Linked DNA regions of Zea mays: region 2 is linked to region 1. A link is a contact called in public Hi-C data. All regions are on one chromosome and are shown on one strand. The core of a region is the stretch at or near the end of the contact, and the rest is flanking DNA. Distances in the headings are between cores, read along the strand shown. Region 1 holds the start of LOC103645193. Region 2 has its middle 33 kb from the start of LOC100286024.

Region 1 (7,439 bases), core at 1,826-4,325:
GCCGGGGCGCGCTTGGCTTTCCCCGGCGCACATGCACACTTGCTAGCTCTGAAGGCTGCAGCTGAACGAAACGGGACGTGCGCAGGCGATGTTCGCGAAGGTAAACGACCGACCGGGCTAGGCTAGTAGGATGCGACAACGCGATCGGTGACCAGCAGAGCTAGCGGCAGCTTGGAATTCCGATCGAGAGGCGGCCGGCAACGCGCACGTTCGTGGAACAGCGACGGCAGTACTGGCAGTGGCAGGCGGTGAGGTCGACGCTCGATCGGTTCGCGTGGGGCGGGGAGGGACGATGGAACGGTAGACGGGTCGGTGGGTCGACCAGATCTGAGCTCGTCGGCCTGTACTTGCCGCTGTAGCTGCCCAGCTTGGTTTGTTGGATGTCGCCGCTGTGGCAGCATGATCCGCAACAGCCCCGGCGTCAGGCTGGCTGCTTCGTCTCATGCGATGTGCAGTCGTGTTTGAGTTGACAGGACGAGAGCTGCATGTCATTGTAGTACGTTACGTATGTATCCTCGGAGAGCCCCCCGAAATGCTACTGTAGGCGACTGGTGGCCTGGTGGGCGGCATAGCACTATAGCAGCTGTGTCGCCAAAGTGTAAGACGCGGTGGTAGCTGCTGTTGATCATCACTCACTTTACGGGCGCCCTTCTTCTTCTGGAGAATCTGGGCTGTGGCCCATGATCTCCTTCTCCCATCCTATGCAGGCATGTTCTGTCTTTCTGGCCCATGGGCGGAGCTCTTCTACTTTTATCGGCCCTCGTTTGTTGCCGTGGCCCATTACGGGAGTTCGGATCTGGCCCGTCAGGAACCTCTTTTGATTTGTCAACGAACCACCTTTCAGTAACAGATCTCTAGTTATGATAGAACGCCTTCTTACCATGGGTAAGGCAATTTGTTTTGTTTTTTTTTTTTTGGTCATTTGTTTGGAACCTTTCAGTAACTGATCTCTGGTATAGCTTCCGGTGGCTCTAGCTCCTCCAAAACACTGTACCAGTACCGTTTACTGCAGTAGCGTGGAGCTTTTCAAGTTCGGAGACCAAAAAAAAAGATGAACTACACGAGTGGCAAACCAACAATTTCAGATTCACCAGTTTCGGCTTCCTTTTGGTTGGGTTAGAGCCCGAACCCGAACCATTATATGGGCCGGGTATATGTATTTCCGTCGGAGTCTGTCGTGTTGAATCGATTGCTTTATATATACATCAAAATAAACGCATTTATATAATAAGTGATCTCTTCATAAGTTAATTATATATATTTATCATTAATTATTACATTACATGTAAATTTAACGGGTCCCCGTTTATTCGTTGAGGAAGAATTTCACCGTTTACATCTATGTGGGGAAGAAACTTCCACGTCTACATCTTTTAATGGAGGAATTCCTCACGAGGAATCGGGGATTGGATTCCCATTGACATCTCTAGTCGAGTCTAATTAACATACCAGCGTCTCCCAGCAGACTCCGGAACACAGATCCACCCAGACGTTTGTAGTGTGCTACTTAGGGTTCGATATCGAGCCAACTCGGCTCAGCTCGTCCGAGTTCGAGCTGGCCCGTTAAGCTAACGAATTGGCTTGGCTCGACTCATTAAGCCGACGAGCCACATAGTCAGCTCGGCTCGTTTATGAGCTCAATCTAACTCGTTTAGCTCGACAGTCAGAGCAAAACGAACAATATATATAATGATCAATTTATAGTTAATTCGAAACTAATTTAACAATAGAAATAATAATTATACACATAGTTTCACAGACCACGTCAATGTAACACCAAATGAACATAACTCATCAATTCACAATTCACACACATATTCATCGGTTTAACCATAGTTATATTCACATAGACTAATTTAACATATAGTCATAGTTTATCAATCATTAGTTTAACTCATATGACATATACACCATACATAAATATAATATGTTCATCAATTATTACATAAATGATATACATATAGTTTTATTTTGTTGAAACATATTAGCTCGTTTAGCTTGCGAGTTGGCTCGTTAACAAACCGAACTAGAATGTCATCTCAGCTCGTAAAAAAATTCAAACGAACTGATATAACTGACCACGAACCGAAGTAGCAGACGAGCTATGAACATCTCGTCAAGCCGTAGTTGTCAGCCGAACGCGCGTGCCCTGTTGTTTGTTCGTTTGCTTTCCGACGCGCCGCACATGCTGGGACGCGTATAGACGTAGCGTTTATTCGCCAGGGGCAGAGCGTTTACCTTGGACCGCTGACTCTTCCTCCTCGGCTCCTCCAACAAAAACAAAACGTAAAGGAGAGCGCACGGGGGGAAGAAAAGTATTGCCGCGCGCACCTGCATTGCCGCGCGCACGTCACTGGCGGGGGCGGACAGGTAAAGCGCAACAGCCGATGGAGGAAGGGCCGACGACCGTGAGCGACGAAAAGAACAAAGAGGAATGACCTACCTGCCCGGGCACAGGCACAGCAACCCCCTCCTCTGTGCTCTCCTCACCCGACGCGGGAGAGGCTGCTGCTGCAGTGCTGCACACGCGACACGCCTCGCCACCTACCCCGCTGCAGTGTAGGGCTACCGAGGGGTCCGAGACCTTCACCTTCAGGTTTTCGTTGCAGCAGCTAGCAGGGCGTGCGCTGAAGAAGAAACAGCAGACTGGCCTGGTGTGGTGTACTGGTGTGCTCAACAAAATGCGCAATCGAAGGCACGCACGACACGACCAGGCCGGCCTTTGTTTTCTAGCTAATGACGACCCTTACGTACATTTATTAATAATCCGTCGTTGAATACACGAGCCATTGGTGTGTCGGTGCAGTCACGGCCCCAGTGACGGCCGACGACGGCGACGCCGCAGCGGCACCGAAAAGCACACACATCGATTATACTACTGCTAGCGGCCGGTCAGAGCCGCCGGCGAGTTCTCTTTGCGTCGCGTGCTTCGACCGGTTACGGTTATCTTATTATGCATGCGCTGGCCGGGCTGGGCTTGAGAAGAAGCTTCCGTCCCAGTCCCAGTCCCAGTCCCAGTCCCAGTCCCAGAGAGCTAGGCTCCGCGGTCGCCTCATCGAGTCGTCGGCACCCCCCATGCATGCTGCACACATGAGTTCACCCTGTGAGTTTTAAGTTGGTATATCTTGCCTCTTTTGTGATAGATCGAGGTGGAGAGTACCGTTTCGGTTTAGTCTCTGTTGTGTTCCTCAGCTAAATTTGAGTGCGTGCTCATCGGTCATCACCCAAAATATCCGGCAAAATAATTAGCACGTCTTTGACGAGCTTTAGTTTTCTAGAGATTTGCCTGTGCTCAAGGGTTAATTCTCCGAAAGAAAATTCTGGATTCCATTCACCACGCCCACGCTCCTCTTCTGGCCGTGTTCTCGGTCCTTCACACGCCCAGCACACACTATACTGGAACCAGATCCGCTGCCTTACGGCAGCCTGCCGTGCGCTCGTCGATCTTCAAACCAACGGTGATCTGCTGTCCTCTCCCTCAGTAGTGTATGGAGCGGCCCAACAGAGTAATTCTGGCCCACTTCTTTTCTTCGTTTCTTATTTCTTTCATCTAGGAACACAGCGCAACGGAGGAAAAAGCAGCGGGAAAGGCTGCCTGTTTTGGCGCCAGATACAGAGAGACAGTGACAAAAGGAACCAACGGACAGGGCAAAAAGCACCAAATACAGAGAGACAGCGACGAAGGAAACCAACCAACAGACAAGGCAAAAAGCTGAGAAGCAAAGATGGAGGAAGATGCGACCAACGGATCAAACATGTGAGATGCACCACTTTATTTTTATTCCTAATATCATGGTCCATTTGTTCCTTTCTTTTAAATTTTAGTTGTCTTTTTTAGGGAGAATGTGTTGCCCTGTTTGATTCCTCGTATTGGAATGAAATTCAGAAACCCAGATGAGGGCTGGAGATTTTGGTTAGCGTATAGTGGTCAAAAAGGTTTTGATGTTAGAAAAAGGTACTCAAATACAAGTAAGATTGATGGAAACGTCACGTCATGTAGATTTGTTTGTGCTAATCAAGGTCATCGAGGGAAAGATAAAAAGGGGTATGAAGTAAAGTGTCATCGAGCTGAAACTAGAACGGATTGTGAAGTGCGTATGGGACTTGTAAAAGATAAAGAGTTTGGTGGATACAAAGTTTATGATTTGAATTTAGAACACAACCATAACCTTCACTTGCCAGAAACATTCCACTTGATGGTGTCACAAAGGAAAATTTCAGATTTGCAAGCTTTTGAAATTGAAACAGCTGATGACTCGGGAATAGGACCAAAAGCATCACATGAATTAGCATGTCGCCAAGTGGGTGGGCCGCTTAATTTGAGTTACACCATTCGTGACCATAAAAACTATTTGCGTGGCAAGCGACAACGAGAGATGGTATATGGTCAAGCTGGAAGCATGCTCAAATATTTCCAGGATAAAATGACAGAGAATCCGGCGTTCCAATATGCGACACAAATGGATGCTGAAGAGAAGATTGCAAATATATTTTGGGCTGATGCTAGAATGATTGCCGATTATATACACTTTGGTGACATTGTTTCGTTTGACACTACATTTGGGACGAATAGAGAGAGCCGGCCTTTCGGTGTCTTTGTTGGATTCAATCAGTTTAGACAAACTATAGTTTTTGGTGCTGCTCTAATGTATGATGAAACATTTGAGTCTTTCAAATGGCTATTTGAGACTTTTCTACAAGCACATAGTGGAAAGCAACCCAAAACAATCTACACAGACCAAGATTATGCAATGGGAAAGGCGATTGAGCAAGTGTTTCAAGAGACATGGCATGGATTGTGCAGCTTTCACATAATGCAGAATGCTATAAAACATTTGCTTTCACCTTGTTGCAACCGGGAGCCTCGGTGAAGATGTAGTCCTTGACGAGGAGTACATAGTAATCGGTAATCCTTTTGTCGGGGACCATAATTAGGGGTACCCTCAAGACGCCTAATTCTCAGCTGGTAACCCCCATCAGCATAAAGCTGCAAAGGCCTGATGGGTACGATTAAGTCAGGGATCAGTCCACACGAGTGACTCGATCGCGCTTCACCCGAGCCTAGCCTCGGCCAAGGGCAGCCGACCTCGAGAGACTTCCGTCTCGCCCGAGGCCCCCTTTTTATGGCGGACACATCACCGGCTCGCCCGAGGCCTTGGCTTCGCTCAGAAGCAACCTTGACTAAATCGCCACACCGACTGACCAAATTGCAGGGGCATTTAACGCAAAGGTGGCCTGACACCTTTATCCTGACACGCGCCCCCGGCAGAGCCGAAGTGACCACCGTCACTCCACCGCTCCACTGGCCAGTCTGACAGAAAGACAGCGCCGCCTGCGCCACCCCGACTGCAGCGCCACTCGACAGAGTGAGTTTGACAGGCAGTCAGGCCTTGCCAAAGGCGCCACGGCGAACTCCGCTCCGCCCGACCCCAGGGCTCGGACTCGGGCTAAGACCCGGAAGACGGCGAACTCCGCTCCGCCCGACCCCAGGGCTCGGACTCGGGCTAAGACCCGGAAGACGGCGAACTCCGCTCCGCCCGACCCCAGGGCTCGGACTCGGGCTAAGACCCGGAAGACGGCGAACTCCGCTCCGCCCGACCCCAGGGCTCGGACTCGGGCTAAGACCCGGAAGACGGCGAACTCCGCTCCGCTCGACCCCAGGGCTCGGACTCGGGCTAAGACCCGGAAGACGGCGAACTCCGCTCCGCCCGACCCCAGGGCTCGGACTCGGGCTAAGACCCGGAAGACGGCGAACTCCGCTCCGCCCGACCCCAGGGCTCGGACTCGGGCTAAGACCCGGAAGACGGCGAACTCCGCTCCGCCCGACCCCAGGGCTCGGACTCGGGCTAAGACCCGGAAGACGGCGAACTCCGCTCCGCCCGACCCCAGGGCTCGGACTCGGGCTAAGACCCGGAAGACGGCGAACTCCGCTCCGCCCGACCCCAGGGCTCGGACTCGGGCTAACACCCGGAAGACGACGAAACTCCGCTTCGCCCGACCCCAGGGCTCGGACTCCGCCCCGGCCTCGGCCGAACGACTTCCGCCTTGCCCGACCCCTTGGCTCGGGCTCGGCCACGGCAACGGAAGGCAGACTCGACCTCGGCTTCGGAGGAACCCCCACGTCGCCCTACCTAGGGCACAGACCGCCACGTCAACGGGAAGCGCCATCATCATCCTACCCCGAATCGACTCGGGTCACGGAGGACAAGACCGGCGTCCCGTCCGGCCAGCTCCGCCGGAGGGGCAATGATGGCGCTCCACAAGCTCTATGACGACGGCGGCCCCCAGCTCTCTTACGGAAGCAGGACGACGTCAGCAGGGACTCGACCGCTCCAACAGTTGTCCCTCCGCCAGGCTCCGCCGCACCTCCGACAGCCACGACATCACGCCAGTAGGGTGCCCAGATCTTTCCGGCTGCCACATTGGCATGTACCTAGGGCGCTAGCTCTCCCTCCGCTAGACACGTAGCACTCTGCTACACCCCCCATTGTACACCTAGATCCTCTCCTTACGACTATAAAAGGGAGGACCAGGGCCTTCTCAAAAAAGGTTGGCCACGCGGGACCGAGGACGGGACAGGCGCTCTCTTGGGGCCGCTCGCTTCCCTCACCCGCGTGGACGCTTGTAACCCCCCTACTGCAAGCGCACCCGACCTGGGCGCGGGACGAACACGAAGGCCGCGGGACTTCCACCTCTCTCACACTCGACTCCGGCCACCTCGCCTCTCCCCCCTTCGCGCTCGCCCACGCGCTCGACCCATCTGGGCTGGGGCACGCAGCACACTCACTCGTCGGCTTAGGGACCCCCCTGTCTCGAAACGCCGACACCTTTGGACCAAACAGCAATATGTAGTTGCAACTTATTTAATAGAATTGGTATAATATGTGCTCATGCTTTGAAAGTTCTTGATTTAATGAATATCAAGTCATTGCCTACACAATATTATATATTGAAACGGTGGACACGACAAGCACGAAGTGGCACTGTACAGGACAAGAATGGTAGAATTGTAATTGAGAATCCAAAGTTTGATGCAATGCGCCGTTACAGATATTTTTCTCAAAAACTTCTCAATTTGGCACAACGAGCAGCCTACTATCCAGAGTGCACCTCACTGATGGACAACACAATTGATCTTCTTGGTCAACAGATTGAAGACAAAATTAATATATGCATTGGTCCTTCTAATGCTGAAAAGAATGCAACTCAGGTTGATATTGTTGTACCAAATGATACATTGAGTAATGCACAATTAAAGAAAAAAGAGGTCCGCATAAGAAGTTCAAAGAGACAAAAATTTGGGTGGGAAGGAAAGCACAAGGGGAGGAAAAAAGGACAAAGCAAAAATATATTGCATGTACAAGCACCGAAGGTATATCAAAATTCTGAACAAGTGAGTTCCATGTATATCTGATTTTTTAGCATGTCATTCAGTATTT
Region 2 (7,439 bases), core at 3,025-5,524, 130 kb after region 1:
CATACATTTCGTATATCTTGCCCGTACCACTCGTGCATATCGGTATTGTGAAACTCAAGAGTAGGCTGTGGTTTGCAGGCATTGTAAATTTCGACTGAGGAATACTGGAACATTGCAACTTTGGAGCCCAACTGAAGTTGACACATCCCAAATAAATGAACAGAAAATGTAGTACAATACAATGGAAGCGAAACAATTTATGAAATGCAGCCGATGTTTTGAGTTTACCCAAAAAAGCGCAGACAATCCGTATTGAGTGAATGCCCGCATATTAACAGCCTTCTAGTGGTTGAGTGGCTTGAAAAACTGAGTTCAAGGAACTTCCCAAATGAAAGGTAGTGTGCTTCAGCTGACATTATCACCCTTCGTGATGATCTGCAGACCCCACTTTCATGTTCACACCTTAAGCATCTAGTCCACATCCAAATCTTTCCTTCTGATTCACCAGATAAACGATATTTAGGCAGCAAGTGCCTCATAAGAACAGTCAGATTCCCGTTGCGGTGAGTGTAGGAATACATGTGAGCCTCTGGAGGCTCTCCACATGAGGAACGACTGAGATTCTGAAAAAGACACAATCATGAGACGTGAGCATATTCTTGAAATCGAGCTGGGCAAGGTTCTGTATCAGCCAAAAAGAATGGAAGCAACAAGACGCTTCAACCCACCACTCATCTTACCCCCTCTGTAGCATGAGTGCGCGCTCCTTTCTCCTCCTCGCCGGCCTCGCCATGTTCGGCTAAGCATGGTGCTGGATCTGTGGAGCCGTCGGAGATGTCGCACGCTCGTCGCCGTCGTGCCTTGCGGACGAGGAGGGGGCGTGCAGGAGCGCAGCCTGCGACTGCGTCTCCCGCATCCGACAGCGCCAAGTGATGGGAAGCCCACGATGTCGAAGACGATGTGGCCGAGCACTGTTGCCCATGCTACCGTCCTCACGAGGAACTCCGTGGGGAGGAAGGAGACATACTCACGGTGGCACGAACAGAGATTGGGGCGTGGCGTGGTGGCGGCGGCTGGCGAAGAGATGCGCGTCAGTGTCGTCTTCGGGGTCGTGCGGGACATGGTGAGGGCCCTGCCCGGAGCAGAGATCGAGGCGTGGCGCGGTGGCGTCGACGTCTTCTTCAGGGTCGTGTGAGGCGCTCAACCTATCGCAACAGAGATGACGAAGGGATAGGCGAGAGAGGATGGAGAGGGGAGAGGACCACGGAGATTGGTTGGAGCGCAACGCGACGTGGGTGGGCGAATGATGGCGGAGGATGCAGACGCAGAGGGGAGGACCATGGAGGATGCGTCTGCCCGAAGCAGAGATCGAGGAGCGTTGATGGCGGGCCGCGTTGATGGCGGGGCTCGTAGATGGCGGGCCGTGTTGATGGCGGGGCTTGTAGATGGCGGGCCGCGTTGATGGCGGGGCTCGTAGATGGCGGATCGAGGATGGCAGATCGAGGGTGCGTTGATGGCGGCCGCGCTGCAGGCCCCCGGATCGCAGGATCGGTGTTGATGGCGGCTGGCGTCGCGGTGATGGCGGGGAGCAGACGGGCGGTGGGTGGGCAGAGGGATCGGCAGAACCAAAATGTGGACGCCTACAGTAGCGTCTTAAGAGTAGTAGAGATTGTACTGCTTTATTCTTTCCTGATGCATCTCATATTTTTATTATGGGGAGTTTTTTTAAAACACATGTATAATGTTTTGGGTTTTTCCATTTTTAGTTATTTCTTGAAAGCTTTTAGAGATACTTTTACATGTCCCGAATATCTTGTCTAAAGACAACGTGTTCATCAGATAACTGTTGCAGAAATATGTACATTGGATTTGTGGCTATACAAGAAATCATCGAGTCTAGAACATTGCAGTATATGTGTCGAGTGTGATAATTAGAGGTACCACTATTATGCCCTTAAAAGCGCGCTCAGAAAGTTCTCTGGCCAGTCATGTCCCCCGAGAGTAAGGAACCAGATCTTCGCCTCGCCTAAGGTCCACATCAAAGGTCTTCACAAAAAAAAGAGACTTTAAAGAATAGAATATATCCAAAGAGTTAGCCTTGAATAAGAGTGCATAGAAAACATCTATCCACGTGTCTGAACCTTAACTTGTGGGTGGGTTTTAACCCTAGCTTACACCAATATGCTTAGGGCTAAAAGGCTTTATTGTTGTTATTAGTGTCTCATTCTATCTCTAGGATTTTATTAGAATTTTTAGAAACTTAGGTTTTTTATAGTTTAAATACCTCATGACAAAAGAATAGAGAATCAATGCCAGAAGACCACCAAGATCTTCACCAAAAAAATCATCGGACCTCAATCGCTCCATCTCACCAAGTTATAAGGGCATTGTTGGTCCCCTGTTAAAATTCCCACAATGACCATAACAGGACAACACAGTAGGTAGACCTGTCTTCCTTCATCTTCAGAGATACGAAGATGAGGGGAAAGAGGAGGATGACAAAAAGTTATCTATTGAGACGAATAATGCAAAATGTGGTATTTCCTCTCTCTTTTCTCGTTTCATTTGATTTTCTCTAGGAAAAAGGTTCGTAGAACACATTACAGACAGGTTGATACATTATACTTTCGAGAGTCTTCGGAATCACCCCAAGGACTAGACCGCACAATACTTCATATGCTCCGTTCTTCGAATGAGTCCCTAGAAATAGATGGTATTGTTGGGGATTTGGAGTTAGCCTAAACCCCCGTTCTACGTACAACACTGGACACCGTACCTCGCGTTCAGTTGGCTAACACAACTGCAGCATGTCTTCATCACATAGACATGTATGTATTCATCATAGAGAATAGCTGACAGATAGAAAAACATTTAATATTCAACAATAAAATACCATTTGTATAAATTCCAGTAGTTTGTTAGAGATGCTACATAAACAGGTATGTGAAATACATGAACTTGAGCATGTCTTCATAACAGAGACAGAAATAATTCAATTCAGACTGTAGACTACAGTTTGAACTGCACCATTAGATCAAACACAAATCTGCTGGAGCTTCTGTGATCCAATCATATCACATGCTCAATGATTTAGCACACATTCTGAAATATATTGAAGTGTTTCAGTCAGCGATCTTAACTCTGCATTATTCCAAACTCAAACAGGACCAATGCAAACCTTCAACCAGGCAGGAGACAATAACATTATTTTGGACCCCACATAAACAAACATCCCAACAAGTGTTTTTCCCTCACCAAATCGACACAATCTAACAATTCCAGAAACTGAGCGTCCAACAAAATTTAACATAAGTGAACTTACAACTTAGTTCTCCAGCTAAACAGTTAAGGAATTCTCATTTACAAGTTTACAACATTTGATGAGATCCGATGCACCCGCGCGCTACTCCGTTCATCGGCCCCGATCTAGTTTAGTCTCGGCATTTCACACTGCACGAATGCAAAGTAAAAACTAAGGGGGTGTTTGGTTTAAGGAATCACTCCATCCAAATTAAGGGGATGCATCATGGATTCATTTCTCAAATTTGGTGGGATTACCCTATTCCTCATATTAGTACTAACAAACTAACTATAAGGAATGAGGTGGTGATGGATAAACTCATTCCATTTCACAAACAAACAAACATATTGAGGAGTGAGAAGATGATGGACTAGGTCATTACTCAAACCAAACACCCCATAAGTGCAGGGACCAATCCCATCACAACCAGAAACCCCCCATGCATTACACTCTTTATAAACTCAAATTCCACAAATTCTACGACCTCTGAACCCACAGGGAGGCGACTACGATTACGCACATGAAATCTCGGCTCAAGTCGCACATCTCACAGCCACGGCCCTGCACCACACCGCCATGGCGCCATCTAACGAACCCACACTATGCGGAGCCGAAGCTAAATCCTAGCCCGAAACCCCGAGCAAAGAATCCCGAAAAGGCAGGAACGTAACACCAATGGGTAGAGACGTAGAGACGAGGAAGGGAAGGGGCGGGCAGGCGTCATCTCCTCGAGCACACGGATGGTGGTGGCCTCGTTGGCACCCGTGATGCTGACGCAAGTGTCGATCACCTCCTACGACGGGCGCGCCATGGCTGGAGGCGACCTTGGGGGTCGCGGCGATGCAACGACGAGGAGGGTGGGGAGACAGGGGACCGGGGCGGAGAGGCGGAGAGGAGTCGCGAAGAAGCGGACTCGTGCGTGTCGACTCGAGTGGTGGCGAATATGGTGCTTTCTTATTTACTCTACTGCTCCCCTCTCGCGGGCCGTGGGCCGCAAGCCGCCATCGGTGGGCCGCGCGAGAACGACAAACGGTGGAAATGACACTGGTGCCCTCATGAACGCCTGCGTGCTTCCGCGCTGGATCCGATAGATAGGTGGAACGTGGGGGCATGAGCGTAAAACACCATTAACAAACGCTTTTCTATCTTGTGAAACAAGGATGCCGCGGTCACAGAAGATGAGAAGAGGAGTAAGGAACAGCGTCGATTGTGTTGAGAACTATGTTACCATGTATCACCAGATTCGCTCCCTTCTCTCCCGTCAGCAGTAGAGGCGCGAGAAGTTGTAGAAGACCCGTCTCCCTTCCCATAAACACGACAGAGGAAACACACAAGACACTGGATATAAGGTTGGGCCTCTGGCCTCTTTCTGATCTCTGTCTTATGATGGGGGTGTACATGTTCCTTATATAGAGATGTGAGACCCCTCAGGGGCAAAGTCGGTATTTGTCGGTGTTTTGGGTCCGACCGCACACCCGGGGTTGCCCCTCAAAGTGTTTTCTAGGAGTAGGACGGTGTCAACGACTGTAGCAAAATGGTTCGTGCCGATCGCACGAGAGATAGTGGACAAGATTTACAGGTTCGGGCCGCTTAGAGATGCGTAACACCCTACGTCCTGATGAGAATTCGGATGTGATTACAAGAGGACTCTCTGGGTTGAAGGCACAGAGAGTTTACGTGGGTGGCTAAGTAATATAGGGTCGATCGATCTGAAGGGGTGCCCCCTAGGCCTTATATACTCGACCGTGGGGCAGTACACGTGGGTAAGATGACAACAAGTAGCTAAAAGATAGTGAACCTCTTGAGATTATCCCTACGTAACCCTTGCCGACTTATCCTCGCATGGCTCTGTTGCATGGGGGCTTCAGCGCGGGAAAGTCGGGTCTCTGTTGCGATTTACTCGCCCGACGTTGTGGGCCGTCCGGGTTTGCACCAATCCGGTCTCACGTCTTCTCTTCTTTATCGGCTGTCTTTCCCTAGGCCCACGAAAGAATGACCTTACGAATTATTGGGCCCTTGGGCCTTTCGTGAGGCCTTTTACTTCTTTAGTGGACCCAGGGGATATCTATCCCCCACAATCCCCCGATCTTTGGGTTGATTTAGAGGTAATCAACTCAAAGATCCAAGGTCCAAAAATGACTCCCTGCTGTTTTCTCTTGCTCTGATCACTTGCTCGACTAAAGTTTAATTTTGTGCATGTGCCTTAGAAATCAGCATTTTGGATTGTAAGATTCTGGACTTCATTGGGTGCACCGGAGGTGCACCCAATGGGTGTAGCCCCCGACCTTTGAGTAGATTTTAGAAGATAATCTACTCAAAGGTCTTCTCCGAAGATTATCTCCATTCGCGCTCCTGCATCTCAGTTGAGGATTGATCTTTCCAATCTTGTTCTACGCCTTAGAGGTCGGCACTATATTGATTTAGAATGATAATCCATGGGGTGCACCGAAGGTGCACCCAATGGGTGTAGCCCCCGACCTTCAAGTGGATTTTTGAGGATAATCCACTCGAAGGTCTTCCTTCTGTGTCCTTTTGCTGAAAATTATCCTTTCTGCTTGTAAAAAGTTGGCATGATGTCATCCGCGCTATGTCATCAATATTATGCTTCAGAGGTCAGCATGTATTTTGTCTTTTGCAGCCGAGTTCGCAATCCATCCATATCTCGCTAGGTAGTGTAATTTATTTGCTCTGTGACTGATTGGACATTTGATGGACGTTCTCTGTCTAGCCTTCAAGTCATTTCTGTCGACCATATTTTGCACTCTACTGGCTATATTTGGCTTCCCTCTAACTCTTGTTGATATCTCATTTTTGTCTTGAGGTATTCACTGCGTGCCCTGCACGGATGTGACCGTTTTTGAAAAATATACTGATAATTCCTGGGCGTCCCCCCCCAATGGGTGTGGGCAAGGGACGGCTTGGTACGCTGAGTGTTTTAGCCGGTTGCCTCTGAGTAGTAATGCGATGGGACGGCTAGTGTAATCATATCCTTTACACTGTTGACTGGAGTCCCAATGGGTGTAGTGATGCATGAAACGGCGTCCGCTGTCTGACGTGTCTTCAGATGGGTGGGAGTGCTTATTGAATGCTTTGCGACTGTTCAGTGACCGCGGTTGGAAGTGAGCGGTTGCTTTCCCCTCTATAAATAACGCCTTTGCTTCTCTGGTTTTTTCACATCTCTTCGCCGTTACTTACTGCCTTCTTCTCCTCCCTTCTGTCTGCTTCCACCATGGGCAAGGGCACCAAGCGCAAGCGCGAGCCGACTCCTCCGTCGGACGAGTTCGGTGACTCGGAATACTCAGAGGAGGAGTTCTCCTCTGAGTCCGAGGGATCCCCGGCCCCCGTCTCTCCCCCGGCGTCGTCTGATGATTCAGACGATTCCCAGGGGATTGCCGCGGAGGTCTGGTCGTACATCCGGGCCGTCGAGCGCTCCGGGCTCGAAGGCTCGGATGAGTCGGAGTACTCCTCGGATGAGGAGGACTCGGACGGCGGCGACGAGGGTGAAGGCGACGACGACGACGACGACGACGACGGCGACGGTGACGGCAGCGGCAGTGGCAGGGGCGGCGGCGACGGCAGCAGGGACAGCACCAAGGGTGGCAGCAGCAAGGGCAGCACCAAGGGCGGCGGCGGCGGCAGGGGCAGGGCCAGTGGCTAGACGCCACTGGTCTTCTTAAATGTTAGTATAGTTTAGTATAGTTAGAATAATGTAGTAGTAATTAGTGTAGTTTAGTAGTAGTAATAATGTAGAGTAGAAGTAGGGAAGTACCAACTCGTGAAGAGTTGGTTTGTAAACTCGTTAACTTCCCTTTTAATGAAGAACTATCGTTGATCCCCCCTTTTCGATGACTTGTCGTTGCTTTTCCTGAATGTTGAACCGATTCTTTTAATGTAGTAGAAACAACGCCGAGCGATGTGTAGGTCGTCATCAGTGTTTTAGAAGTAACACCAGGCAATCGAACACAAGATCCGCGTTTTTAGAGGCAATGCCGAATGATTGAAGGTCGGCGTCGGTATTTTAGAAGTAATACCGAGCGACTGAACACGTGGTCGGCGTTTTAGAGGCAACGCCGAGTGAGTGAAGGTCGGCATCGGCATTTTAGAAGTAATGCCGAGCGATTGAACACGTGGTCGGCGTTTTAGAGGTAACGCCGAGTGATTGAAGGTCGGCATCGGCATTTTAGAAGTAATGCCAAGC

What was found. A called contact is a pair of places that touch in the nucleus more often than the background predicts.
Region 2: a Hi-C map of tassel shows a contact between it and region 1, with 2.4 times the contacts expected there. The contact joins the enhancer-like site here to the promoter of LOC103645193 in region 1. A contact is called at or near these places in 2 of 25 Hi-C or Micro-C datasets (ear and tassel).

The regions. Positions count from the first base shown.
Region 1 is chr1:201,924,353-201,931,791 of Zm-B73-REFERENCE-NAM-5.0, forward strand. LOC103645193 reads left to right here and starts at 3,076. Exons shown (of 5, transcript XM_023300874.1): 1 at 3,076-3,084; 2 at 3,279-3,458; 3 at 3,563-3,757; 4 at 7,151-7,393. The coding sequence starts at 3,076. It overlaps LOC109943721 (a long non-coding RNA gene), which reads right to left and starts at 2,719. Exons shown (of 2, transcript XR_002266805.1): 1 at 2,444-2,719; 2 at 1,885-2,331.
Region 2 is chr1:202,056,832-202,064,270 of Zm-B73-REFERENCE-NAM-5.0, forward strand. It overlaps the pseudogene LOC103645195. Among protein-coding and RNA genes, the nearest start is that of LOC100286024, 33 kb to the right of the region's middle. Within about 2 kb of position 4,275, at least 17 of the 20 cell types and tissues checked have an H3K27ac peak or open chromatin away from gene starts, as enhancers often do. A contact at or near this core is called in ear and tassel, where this site is marked.